Linked DNA regions of Capra hircus: region 1 is linked to region 2. A link is a contact called in public Hi-C data. All regions are on one chromosome and are shown on one strand. The core of a region is the stretch at or near the end of the contact, and the rest is flanking DNA. Distances in the headings are between cores, read along the strand shown. Region 1 overlaps PRKG1 (cGMP-dependent protein kinase 1). Region 2 holds the start of PRKG1 (cGMP-dependent protein kinase 1).

What was found. Hi-C and Micro-C count contacts between places; a contact is called where the count stands out from the background.
Region 1: a Hi-C map of blood shows a contact between it and region 2, with 7 times the contacts expected there. The contact joins the enhancer-like site here to the promoter of PRKG1 in region 2. A contact is called at or near these places in 2 of 5 Hi-C or Micro-C datasets (both in blood).

The regions. Positions count from the first base shown.
Region 1 is chr26:44,166,965-44,173,205 of ARS1.2, forward strand. All of the region lies in intron 5 of PRKG1 (cGMP-dependent protein kinase 1), which reads left to right. Among named protein-coding and RNA genes, the nearest start is that of CSTF2T, 280 kb to the left of the region's middle. Within about 2 kb of position 2,892, at least 1 of the 5 cell types and tissues checked has an H3K27ac peak or open chromatin away from gene starts, as enhancers often do.
Region 2 is chr26:43,125,836-43,131,842 of ARS1.2, forward strand. PRKG1 (cGMP-dependent protein kinase 1) reads left to right here and starts at 3,228. Exons shown (of 19, transcript XM_018041139.1): 1 at 3,228-4,231. The coding sequence starts at 3,966.

The sequences.
Region 1 (6,241 bases), core at 1,642-4,141, 1.0 Mb after region 2:
AGTTGAATGATGTTTTTGAATAAGTAAAAATGTAAATAGTAAAAGTCTTAAAGTATAATTTATGGTATTTACCTTAGAGTGTTTCACATACCAAGTACTCAAATTTGAATAAAATGGTAGCATTTTACCAATTTCATTTCTCTGCAAAAAGAGATTTAACCAGAGCACAGATTCCCATGAATAAAAATTTTGCACTTGTGAGCACAGGCAAAATAGTTTTACCACATCTAGCATTTTCTGGCATATATATACCTTCTACCAGGCTTCCCTGGTGGCTCAGTTGGTAAAGAATCCACCTGCAATGCAGGAGACGTGGGTTCAATCCCTGGGTAAGGAAGATCCCCTGGAGAAGGGAATGCCTATTAACTTCAGTATTCTTGCCTGGAGAATTCCGTGAACAGAGGAGCTTGGCAGTCTATAGTCCGTGGGGTTGCAAAGAGTTGGACATGGCTGAGTGGCTAACACCAACATACCTTCCTCCTGATTTATTGTCTCGCATCTCAAGCCTTTTGGGCGTCTATCAGAAGTTCTTATGACAAACTAAGTCAAACCAAAAGAACTGAAAACCTGTGGAGAATCTGTGTTTGTAGAAACAACAAAAATGGGAGGAAGAAGAAAAGAGAGAATCCAAGCAAAGGAAGCCGATATTGGAGGGGTGTCTGTGCGTCTGTGTGTCTGTGTGTCTGTGTGTCTGTGCTGGGACTGGGGCAAGGATAGTAGAGGTTTAAAACTTTGCCAGAGTTTTCTGAGACCGTGATGATCTTCAAGTATTTTAAGTAATAGTTAAGTGGTTCTTTTTGTTTGTCAGTTGGTTGGCTCCAGAATAAATCTTTCTGGAAATGAATATTTGTATATGTGAGTATTGGAAGCGAAGTTAAGGGGAAGCAAAGTTAAGCGAAATTAGCAACATCAGGAATGACATAAATTAATGATATATATTTTATTATTTCAATAAGTTAAAATATATTGTCCAACACTTGGATTTCAGTAAAATGGTCTCATTTAGCATGAGGGACTATGATTTCTTGTGACGTTGCTACTCCCGTGTGTGTGACAGACTTGTAACACTCTTCCATGTCTACTCGAATCAGGAATTGAAGTCAAATAATGTGAGAGCTTGAAGGGATCTCATGGGTCTTCTATTCCAAGCCCAATATTCTACAGGTGAGGATGTTGAAATCAAAATAATGAAGTGGGTCACATATGCCAAACGCTGTGGTGCTCTGCGTCCCTTTCACACCTGATCTTCACAGCACTTCCATGCTGTCTGCTCCTAATAATGAATAAATGGGGTTTGGAAAGGTTATGTTAACTTGCTCAAAATTTCCCGGTGACTTGGTGAGAGTCCTACCTAGGATTTAATCATCAGCCCACTGATTCGGGAGATCATTCTATTTCAGATGCAATTCAGTAATTAATGAAAGTGAAATGGCTGAAGTCTCTTCTCTGGTAGTAAAAACATATTCAATATGTTGTGATAGTGTTATGTGAAACGTGGATATGGATATGTAATTATGGAGTAAATCTTCATTACTTTTTATCAGGGAGAATTAGAGAAGATTTTTTAGAGGAGAAAAGAGTTGAGCTGAATCTTGAAAGACATCTAGGAATTTGTTAGGCCTCAAAGGCTCTGCAGACTATGGAACCTGTCCAAGCATGCCACAGGGCTTGCTGTTATAACAGTAAGCAGCTCTGCACAAGTGAGGACGGGAATGCGGGGTATGTTTGAGAGAATATGAAGGAGATAAGACTGGAAGGTAAGAATGGACCGAATGCCTGTATCCCAGTTTCTGCCCTGATGCCTCCTGAGTCAATTACAATTTTTCCCTACCAGTAAACCACCCATAAACTGCTCCAACTACTTTACTCAGCATGGAGTGAGATACAAACAGTGAACATATGAATCAAGGCAGTAGTCATAGGGATTAAAAATTAGGAAGGGTATACAGAAAGAGTTTGGAGGTAAAATTGGTTGGGCTCAGGGATTTATGAAATGCCAAAGGTAAAGAAGATTGAAGCTTAACACAACTGAAATATTTCTAACTGTCAAGATGCAAGTGGATGGTGATGCTGTTATCAGAGATGGAAAAGGTTGGAGGTTAGGGAATTGTATGGTCTCAAAATTTAATTCATATTGTCCTGGGTTTTAACAGAAGGGAAATAGTATCTTTGTACTTTATTTCACATTAGCCTTAAGCAGATTTATCAAAGACTGATGATATTAGAATGATGCATATTAATTATATGCACATGATTAGAAATATATGTGTGGTTTTATATAGATATTTCTCTAGTAGAGTTTAGAATCCATTACAAAAAAAAAAAAAGAATCCATTACAGTATCTTATACCTGGGGGAGCTTCTAGACATCCGCTAATGAAGAAAACAAAGACATGTTCCCAAAGGCAATTTTGCTTTCATTTCTTTTATTTATTTTTTAAAGTGAAACTAACCAGAAAACAAACAAAAGCATTTAAAATGGAATTATTTTGGATGGGCTCCAATTAGCTTCTTATCCTCTTAAACCAGACCCTCTGAACTCATTTAAATAAGTTGCCTGGCTCTAGCAAGCACTTGAGTTTTCTACCCGTGGGCTAATCCAACCTTCTCATATAATAGATGTGAAACTGGGTTAAATGATTGACCTTACAGTCTTTGGTTAAGCAATATATGAAAGAAAAAAAAAGTAACCAAGGTAAAATTATGAAACTATAAAAAATATTTATGTGACCAAGATAGTTTTAAATAGGAGGGACTATTTCCACCACCATCTTCCCCAAAAACCTTTTTCTGTTTTTGGTTTTTTTTTGGTCTGTTATTGTTATTTCTCCTTCATTCCATATCATTGCTCACAGTGCCACCTATTGGTAAAATGAAGCAATGATGGCATAGCCAGTTTTTGTATACACTGAAATTGATTCCATGGTTTCTTAAGAGATCTGCCCTGGATTTTTGCAGACAGCTGTTAGGAAGCAGATGCTGTCAGTGATCTGACTAAAATGGGAAATGAATGCTCACGTGGAATACTCAATTTTGTCATTTAGCGGGGATCCAAAAAGGAGCAGGAAAGCAGAATATCCTACTTCCCCAGTTCCTGGCTCTGCCAGAAAAGAAGAGGCTATAAAACTGCTAAGGGATTCGAAGAATTCAGCAGTTCCCACGTATTAGGGCACAAATTGCTTACGTGTCTTGCTGCTCCAGTGGGATTATTGCCTTTTAGAAACACCAACCTGAAGTAGTGAGCTCATCTGAGAAACACTCTGCCAGAGTCTTCCTATTATCATGCAGGCTGTTAAGTGACAACAAAGGCCTTCATTTTCACTGAACATATTTAATTTGAAAAAAATTTTGTAAGAGTAGTCAGTGTGATTTTCCCTTTCTCAATTACATTCTGTTTCTCTGTGGGAAAGATGTTCTCTCTAGAGAGCTTGCATAATACAAGGTACAAAGTAAGGTGTAGTATATGTGGTTGAGAAAGGAGTAACTGGATCTTTAGAACATTAGTAAACGTAGCAAATTCCAACATTTTCCCCAATGTTGATGTTCAGGCACACGTGCATTATCGCATGTGCACACACAGAAAGGTGCAGACTAGAGACCAGTGTGGTAATGTACAAAAATTGATGAGACTCAGTTCCTCTTCTACAGCATGCAAGACTATTTGAGTAAAAATACATGAGAACACACTTATGGTGGTTATTATTTGTTTTAAATTGAAAGGTTTAGTCAGATCCTCCCCTACCACAAGCTGCATTTCTCCAGATTTTCATATGACAGAAGGGACTTATGATTAGTTGGTTCGCTTTTGAGTTACTGTTCCTTGAGTAGTTGATACTTGATCAGTTTAGAGGTAGCTTGTACTACTGTTGCTGTCATCAGTGTTCAAGTCGTTTAGACCAGGTGCTGATCCCAACTAAAGCCATCAGAAACCTGTCTCTGATGTCCATAGCAGGAAAGTCAAAATCCTGTCCCAGGGTTTAAGCTAGACTTTAAGTATAATTTTCAGAATTATTTGTTTATTTATTTATTGGCTTCTTGGGTCTTCATTACTGCCCACGGACTTTCTCTAGTTGTGGCAAGCAGGGGCTACTCTCTAGTTGCGGTGCCCAGCTTATCATTGAGGTGGCTTCCCTTGTTGTAGAGCGCAGGCTCGGTAGTTGGGGCACCTGGGCTCCAGAGCGCAGGCTCGGTAGTTGGGGCACAGGGGCTCCAGAGCGCAGGCTCGGTAGTTAGGGCGTATGGGCTCCAGAGCGCAGGCTCGGTAGTTGGGGCACCTGGGCTTGGTTGCTTTGAGTCATATGGGATCTTCTCAGACCAGGGATTAAACTGGATTGGATTCTTAACTACTGGACCACAAAGAGAAGTCCCTCAATAAGCATAATCTGAAAGAATGGCACCACAAACATCCAGCTCTTTTGAAGTGAAATACAAGAAAGCAAGTTGATTTTGACTAAAGAACTGCGGGACAAAAACTGAAATTCCTTAACTAAGGAGAGTTAAGTCAAAGGCTTGAAAGAAGAGAATAAACTGCGGTCTTGAGAAGATTTGTTTGGGAGATACAGCTCAGGAAAAGACCCAGGAGGATGGATTCCTAAGAGCTAAGCTGGAGATTGAAGCTGAACAGGAGCCCTAGGTCTAGGATTGCTTGGTCTGGATTCAGATTTTGCTTCTGCCTCTTAGAGCAGTTAGTCTTTGTTTCCCTCTCCAAAGATGGATATACAAGAGTTACTATGCTGTTCTTTGAATTCAGCAAAATAATAAATACTAATAGGAATGTTTATAGGTATCAAATGTCATATAAAGCACGAATTTTTATTTAGATCAAGTGTCTATTGTTTTAAAGTAATCTTACTCATTAAAAAAATATATTTATTGACTTAACTGTGCCAGGTCTTAGTTGCAGTGCATGGAATATTTTAGCTGTGACCTGTGGGCTCTAGTTCCTTGACCAGGGAACTAGGTCTAACCCAGGGCCCTGGCATTGGGAGTACCAAGTCTTAAGCACTGGACCACAGGGAGGTCCCACAATCCCACTCAGTTTTTATTCTGTGTTTTCTTGTGCACATAAGAAAAATAAGGTGAAACCTGTGAAAACATTGGCTCCTTTAGCAGAAGAACTCTGCCAACGTTCAGATGATTCCAGTTTAACATCAGTATTATGAGATGCTGCATTAGTTTTCTATTGCTGCTGAACCAAATTAACATAAACAGTGTTATATCACAAACGTAGTATATATTACCGTCTTTGCAGTGATCAGAAGTCTGAAATGAATCTAACTGGTTAAAAGTAAGATGTCAGCAGGTTTGTGGTCTTTGGGAAGCTCCAAGGGTAATCTGGTTTTGGCCCTCTGTGGCTTCTGGAGGCCATTTGCATCCTTTGGCTTGTGACCTCTTCAAAGCACATTACCCTAACCTCAGTTTCTGTTGTCACGTCTTTTTTTGTCTTTGACCCGCTTTCCTCTGCCTTATAATGACCCTTGTGGTAGAGTCCGCTGAGATAGTTCAAGACAGTCTCCCCACCTTGAGACCCTTAGCTTAATCACCTCTGTAAAGACCCTTACCTTGTAGGGTAATGCATGTACCAGTTTGGGGAATTAAGGTTCAGATGTCTTTGTGCTGTGCTGTGCTTAGTAGCTCAGTTGTGTCCAACTCTTTGCAACTCCATGGACTGTAGCCTGCCAAGCTCCTCTGTCCATAGGGATTCTCCAGGCAAGAATACTGGAGTGGGTTGCCATGCCTTCCTCCAGAGGATCTTTCCAACCCAGGGATTGAACCCAGGTCTCCTGCATTGGGGGTGGATACTTTACCATCTGAGCCACCATCTGCTTACCAGAGGTGCTTTAAATCATTATTAGTTTTGGTAATTCCAATAATAGTTGACTAATACATAGAATTAAATAAAGCTCTTGGAAGTTCTATCAAATTTGCCAGAATTTTCCTTTTATGAATGCTACTGTAAATTAAGTGAAAAAGTTCAACATAGATAAAGTTACTGTTCTTGAGACAACCACAAATTAGGCAGAGTGGTGTCCTGGTGAAAGCAATGTTCTTACACGATGAGGAATTCATGGAGCAGAAATGTATTTGAAACAGGTTGTGGTATAAAAATTATTGATGTGCCCATAATTAATCCTAGAATATTTCAGCAATCAAAGTAGACGCTCTGGTTATCAAGTTTTACAGGTACACACAAATAGACACAACTCAGTAACTCAACTAAAAAACTTTCATGATGAAGTTG
Region 2 (6,007 bases), core at 1,978-4,477:
TGTAAGTGACAGGGAGTGCAGAACTCCATAGAATCATTAAAAGTAGAAAGACAGACACAAGGGGACTCTCACTCCCCATTTTTCAAATTAAAAAAAGTAACTCTGAGAAGTTTAGGGATTTGCCTGAGGGCACACAGCTTGGGGTGTGACAGAGCTAACGCATAAATACAGACTTTTAATTCCAGTCCAGTACTCTTAGTTTACTAATTGCATTCTTTGATTAAAAAAAAAAGTATCACATGCAATTTTCCACAAATACTGTCATCACTGTAACCAAGAGAAGTGTTTGGATGTAAGGTACTGAAAATAGATGGTTTGAATTCCCCCCAACCCACCCATTCCCAAAACTTAGACCACTGTCTCTACTCTCATTTCTCCAAAACTTTCTCCTGCACTCTCTACTGCCATCCCTGGCACCTCACTCACACCCTCTGCACGTGACTTTCTTTGCTCTGGACCCTTGTAACATGTACCAAGGTCAGTGCTGTTCCAAGGGAGTGACAGTGGGAGTATTCTACTCACTCAACAATAAATGTAATAACTCCTTGAACTTAGATCAATAATATACTTTTCTGGAGGGGGAGGAGTATTTTATTACTGACATTGGTGAGAACTTGTGGCATTTAGTGATAATAAAAAGCAGACTGACTTTTAGTTAGTTTTATTGTTGGTAATGAATTTTTTTTTAATAAAAAAGATACTGTCTTCCCATTGCCCCCTGTGACACTGGCTTAGATTAAAGGATAGGAGGTCCCTATGAGCTACTCACATCTATAAGTCTTCACTTTCTTTAGAAAATGTTCTTTCTTAAAAGGGTGGGGATGGAGAAGCAAAGCACCATCATAATATTTGAATGTACATGTACTTTTTAAGTAAACATTTAAAACTGTATATGAAATGTAAAATAGATCCCACAGTATTATAAGGAAAACAACATTGGTTAAGAGATTGGTTGTTAAGAAGCCAGAGTCTTAGATATTTATCTGAGTTTGTATGGGATTTCAAACTTAGTGTGTTTTCATTAGCAAAGAACTTGTAGTTTTTCTTGTCACTGGGCTCACAGAGAAGTGGACACTTTAATCTAATTCAGGTAGAAGCAGTATGCATGGGGATTAAGACAGCCTGCACACTGTGACCATGGGCCAATTAATCTGGCTAACTATAAGTTTCTCCATCTATAAAATGAGACTAAATAGTAATACCTACCATACAGAGTCATCTTGGGGATTAAAGCTAGCTAGTCATATAAAGGGTTTAGCCTTGCGCTGATGCATATTAAACACTCAATGAATATTTACCATTACTGTTGTGATGTTTATCCAGTGGCTAAAAGATACAAAGTTTCTCATTTTAAAAAATGTTTTATTCTGACATAAAATTCTGCATATTTTCTTTATTTCCCTCAAACTTGGAACATGAAAACACTCACACAGGTATTAAAGGCACCAACCTCAACTTCACTGTGAAAGATACTTATTTAGCAAATTTCTCCCAGGACACTAGATGGCGATCTTCTCCTTTAAGAAAAAACAACAACAACAACAACTAGGGATTCATTGGATTCATTGACACTTCTTGCTTTGACAATTGAAATTTACTGCTGCAGATTTAAAAGCAAAGAACAGAGGTTAAAATCGCCTCTTGGAACACTAGAGTGTCAGAACTGTAGAATTTCTAGATTTGCAGGCTTAAAGATAGGGGTAGTAAGGTCTGGGGAATCCTGGCTTCAAGCATTTGCCCTTGGGTACTCTTGGACTTCACTTTTCAAGATCTCATTTTCCTCTTTTATAATATGAAGTGGTTAGGTTAGATTATCTTCAGTGTCTCTTACAGATTTAAAATGCTATGATTTTAAATAATTCAGTGTTTACTCTTCTACCAGGTTGTATTTTCTCAAATATTCCTTGTGCTCTTAATTAAGTATTTCATAAGCCAAGGGACATGATTAAAGGTCACAAAGTTCAATGTCACCTAAGTTAAGACTGATTTAGTAAAAACACAAGATTGATTTTGAAAGATATGAATGAATTCCGGGTTTTGAGATGTGTGTAAAATATTGGTCTAAAGATTTCTTTAATAAGCAGGAGAAACATATTTGAATAGCTGCATTTAAGATTAGTATATAAGACATGAAAATAAGCTGTCCATTTCAGAGTCATTTTAAAACTATTTCCATATCTCCCATAAATAAAATTGAACCTATGCCTAGATTTTTTTAAGGAGATAAATTTTTTCTAATGTATTTTTAAATGCCAATTATTTTGAGTGTTTCTAAAGGGATGATAGCAGATTAAGCTGTTTATAGATAGAAGCAATAGAACAGTAACTATCAACAAGACAGAGAACGCTTTCTCAAATATGAGTAGACGAAGCCAGTCTGTATTGCCTAGATGTGGCTTAAAATGTTTTCAATTTTAAATAATTGGATTAGTAGAACTAACAGTAAATAATCTTGAGAATAAAATATATTTTAGGGTTGATGTATAAGTAAAAGTATATGCCTGCTTTTCCTTTACCAAGGTATTTCAGACAAGGTAGAAAGATTTTTATAAAAATAAGCATCCAGTGGATCATATGATGATATTTCTTTTTAAGGAAAATTACTATTTCTACAAAAACTCTCTGGTATTTTAGTTTGCATCTTTTTTTTTCTTTAAAAAATAGATTTGTGGATCTTTACCTGAAGAAATGTTCCTCCCACACATCCAAACATTTTAGCTGTGATTTGTGAACAATACTCCCTGTGATGTGTGTGTGTGTGTGTGTGTGTGTGTGTAGGAATTAGCAAACACTCTGGGTCCAAATGTGTATAAACATCCCTTTAGCACTGAGTGTGGTGATGGGTGCAGAGGTGAGGGAGAAATACAGCTGGCCGAAGCTATTTTCCCTTAAAACCGGAGTTGTTGGGGTGAGCCCGCAATTCAGCACTGGTGGGCCCCACTTCACAACCAGGGTGGTGTGATATAATTTGGGTGCTCAGTATACAAATTTTAATAGTAGCAGATGAAATAGAAACCAAACTCCGAAGAAGTTTCCAATGGATGCATGGCCTTTTCCTTTTTGGTAAATCTTTGGCTCATTATCAGACACATGTTCCTCCAATTTACCCACCAACAATTTCAGTTTACTATTGCCACTAAAAGCTTATGGTGAAAAGACCTGGTACCGCGAGTGCCCTGTTATTCTTATTACTTGGGGTCACAACCACAAGACTTCATACTGTGGAACAAACACACACGTACACCCTTACCCAACAGGGCAAAGAGAAGAAAAGGAGAAAACAAGATGAATTCACGCACGTTATTGTCTAAAGGCAGTTTAATGTTTATGAAATGTCTCTCTCTCACACACACACACTCACACACCCCACAAAGTCTTTAGGCTCCAGTTACAAGCCCTGCGTCATCTTACCGGATCACATGGTAATGGTTGCTATTTCAAGGATCAAGTGGCATAAAGCTCCCCCCTCACCCCACCCCACCCCAGCCCTTCCCTTTGGTACCATATAGCGTGCAAGAGTGATTATTGTGTGATGGGGTGAGACCAGGCTCACTGGTCCAACCCTCCCAACTGGAAACCAGGCTCTCGGTGGGGTGGCGCGCACGCCGTGTTCTCACGAAGTGATTGGGAAAGGGGGACGGGGGAGGGGGTCTCAGGGGAGGAAGGGCAGCTCTAATTGGTTTCTCAATGAAAGATAATCACCTATTCCCCGGAGAGGCGGGGGATTAGCACTCTGCCTCTCCTCCCCGGCGCTTTTAGACGTCTCATCCTCCCCTCGATGCTCCTAGTCCATTCAGCAGCAGCGGATCGAAGACCGCGGCTCCTCGCGCCGCAGTAGGGGCAGCGCCGCCGCGCTCCGGGACCCAGCGCCCATTCGCTCGCCCTGTCCGCTCCCGCCTCGCCCGGCTGCAGTCCCAGCCGCCGTCGCCCGAGAAAAAGTTTCGCGGAGGGGCTCGGGGAAAAACATGAGCGAGCTGGAGGAAGACTTCGCCAAGATTCTCATGCTCAAGGAGGAGAGGATCAAAGAGCTGGAGAAGCGGCTGTCAGAGAAGGAGGAAGAAACCCAGGAGCTGAAGAGGAAGCTCCATAAATGCCAGTCAGTGCTGCCCGCGCCCTCGACCCACATCGGCCCGCGGACCACCCGGGCACAGGGCATCTCGGCCGAGCCGCAGACCTACAGGTCCTCCCACGACCTCCGACAGGCGTTCCGGAAGTTCGCCAAATCCGAGAGGTGGGCGCCGCCGGGGCGCGGGCGCGGCGGGCCGGAGCGGGGCCGCCACGCGGGGCGGACGGGCGGGCCGGGCGCGCGGGCGCGGGGCCGGGCCGCGGCGGCGGGGCTCGGTGCCCGGCGCCCCGGCTCTCCTCGGCGCGCGGAGTGGGGGCGGCCCCGGCGGGCCGGGACCGGGGAGTGTTTATTTTTATTTCTGCCCATCACGTGCTGCGCTGGCCTCCGCCGGGCTGGGAAAGGCTGGCTCCTCGGGGAAACGCGCCGCTGTGGCGTGGGGGTGGGGAGAAGGAGCGTGGAAAGTTCGGTCGCGCCCGCTAACTTGGCCGCTGCGCACCCCGCCGAAGTCGCGCGGTCTTCCCTGCGCGCGCCCCTGGGGAGACGACCTCCCGGGACAGGACCCGGCCCATCCCGGGGCCTGGAGAGCTTCCTGGAGGTGACCCCCAGACCCAGGCCACAGGGCATGCTCCGTGCGCCGCTGGAGCCTCTCGGGAGCGGCGACAGGAGGCTGGACAGGGCGACCGCGTTCGGTTTAGGAACTGAACTTGCCCAGAGCCCGAGCCGGGCTGGGAAGGCGCGGAGGGGGTGAGGGGAGGGAGGCGGGACTGGGGTGGGTCTCCACTGCAGGGATCAGCCTCCGAGGGTCACTCTCCAGGCAGCAAGTGATGTCAGCAGGAAATTGGAAAGAAACACCACTTCTTGGATGTTGGTTTGCTCAGTTTGTGTCCCTTCCAGAAGTGTCCACCTCTTGGGCTGCATAGGGCTTGGAGGTGGCTCGGTGACCTTGCACCTGAAGCAGGTTTGGGGCTACTGCTCAGCCCTGTCCTAGAGTCGGTACTACCGCCCCCTCTTGTTTGTCTTCGGAGGCTGTCCCCGGAAAAAGTTGGGATGAAGAGGGAGGGGAGCTGCTTCTCTGGGCGCCTCCGGGCTCCTTCCTTCCCTCTTTCCGCCACGCTGAGAGCCAAGTCCTGCTAGTTCAAAGTTGTGTGTCGCTCTTTGGTGGTGCGCAGAGGAGGCCCGGCGATTTTGGCCATAAGTAGGAAGTATTTGCTCTCCGCTCGCTGCCTTCCCCGGAGAAGGCTGATCGATTGGCTGCAGCATTAAAGCGCCTCTGGACATTAGGGAGAGGAAGTGCAGACTCCAAAGCCCATTACTGGCTTTTAGTCTCTGGAAGTGCACGGCCGAAAGTGCATCTCTCAGGATATTGAATATTCCATTAGGCGTGCCTTCATGCCCGCCTACCTCTTACCCCTTCCTTCTTGTTAGATCACTTGGTTGTCTGAGTTTGGGGCCCTCAGGGGACCCCTAAATTAATCCCTCCCCCTAAGCTGACTTTGAGGCCAGTGCTTCTGAAGAGCACGTCGTCTCGTCCGTCCATCCAGGCCACTTGCAGGACTCTCGATGTTCCCCCGCTCTTCCCCTGCCCTCTTTCCTTGTCTGTTTCAATTGTGTACTGATTCCAGTGTATGTGGGATGGGGGAGGGGATCAGTGAAGCCTGCAGGAGTTGAGAGCTATCAAAAGAAGACCAGGAGCTGGGAGTAGGTTGGGTCAGGCAGAAAGGACTTCACCTTGGGAACTGCAGGCCCACTCTGAACCAGCGTCTCAAGGGGCAGCCTTCAGGTTTCCTGAGCAATACTACACTTACGAAATGACACTGTCCACATGGCACCTTTCGGCCCACGCTGCCTTGGAAGTTCCTATCAAATTGAACAATGGCATTCTTCCTTCTCTTCGGCCAAGACTGCAATCAGAGCTAATATTTGGCCTTGCCATTGTTGGGA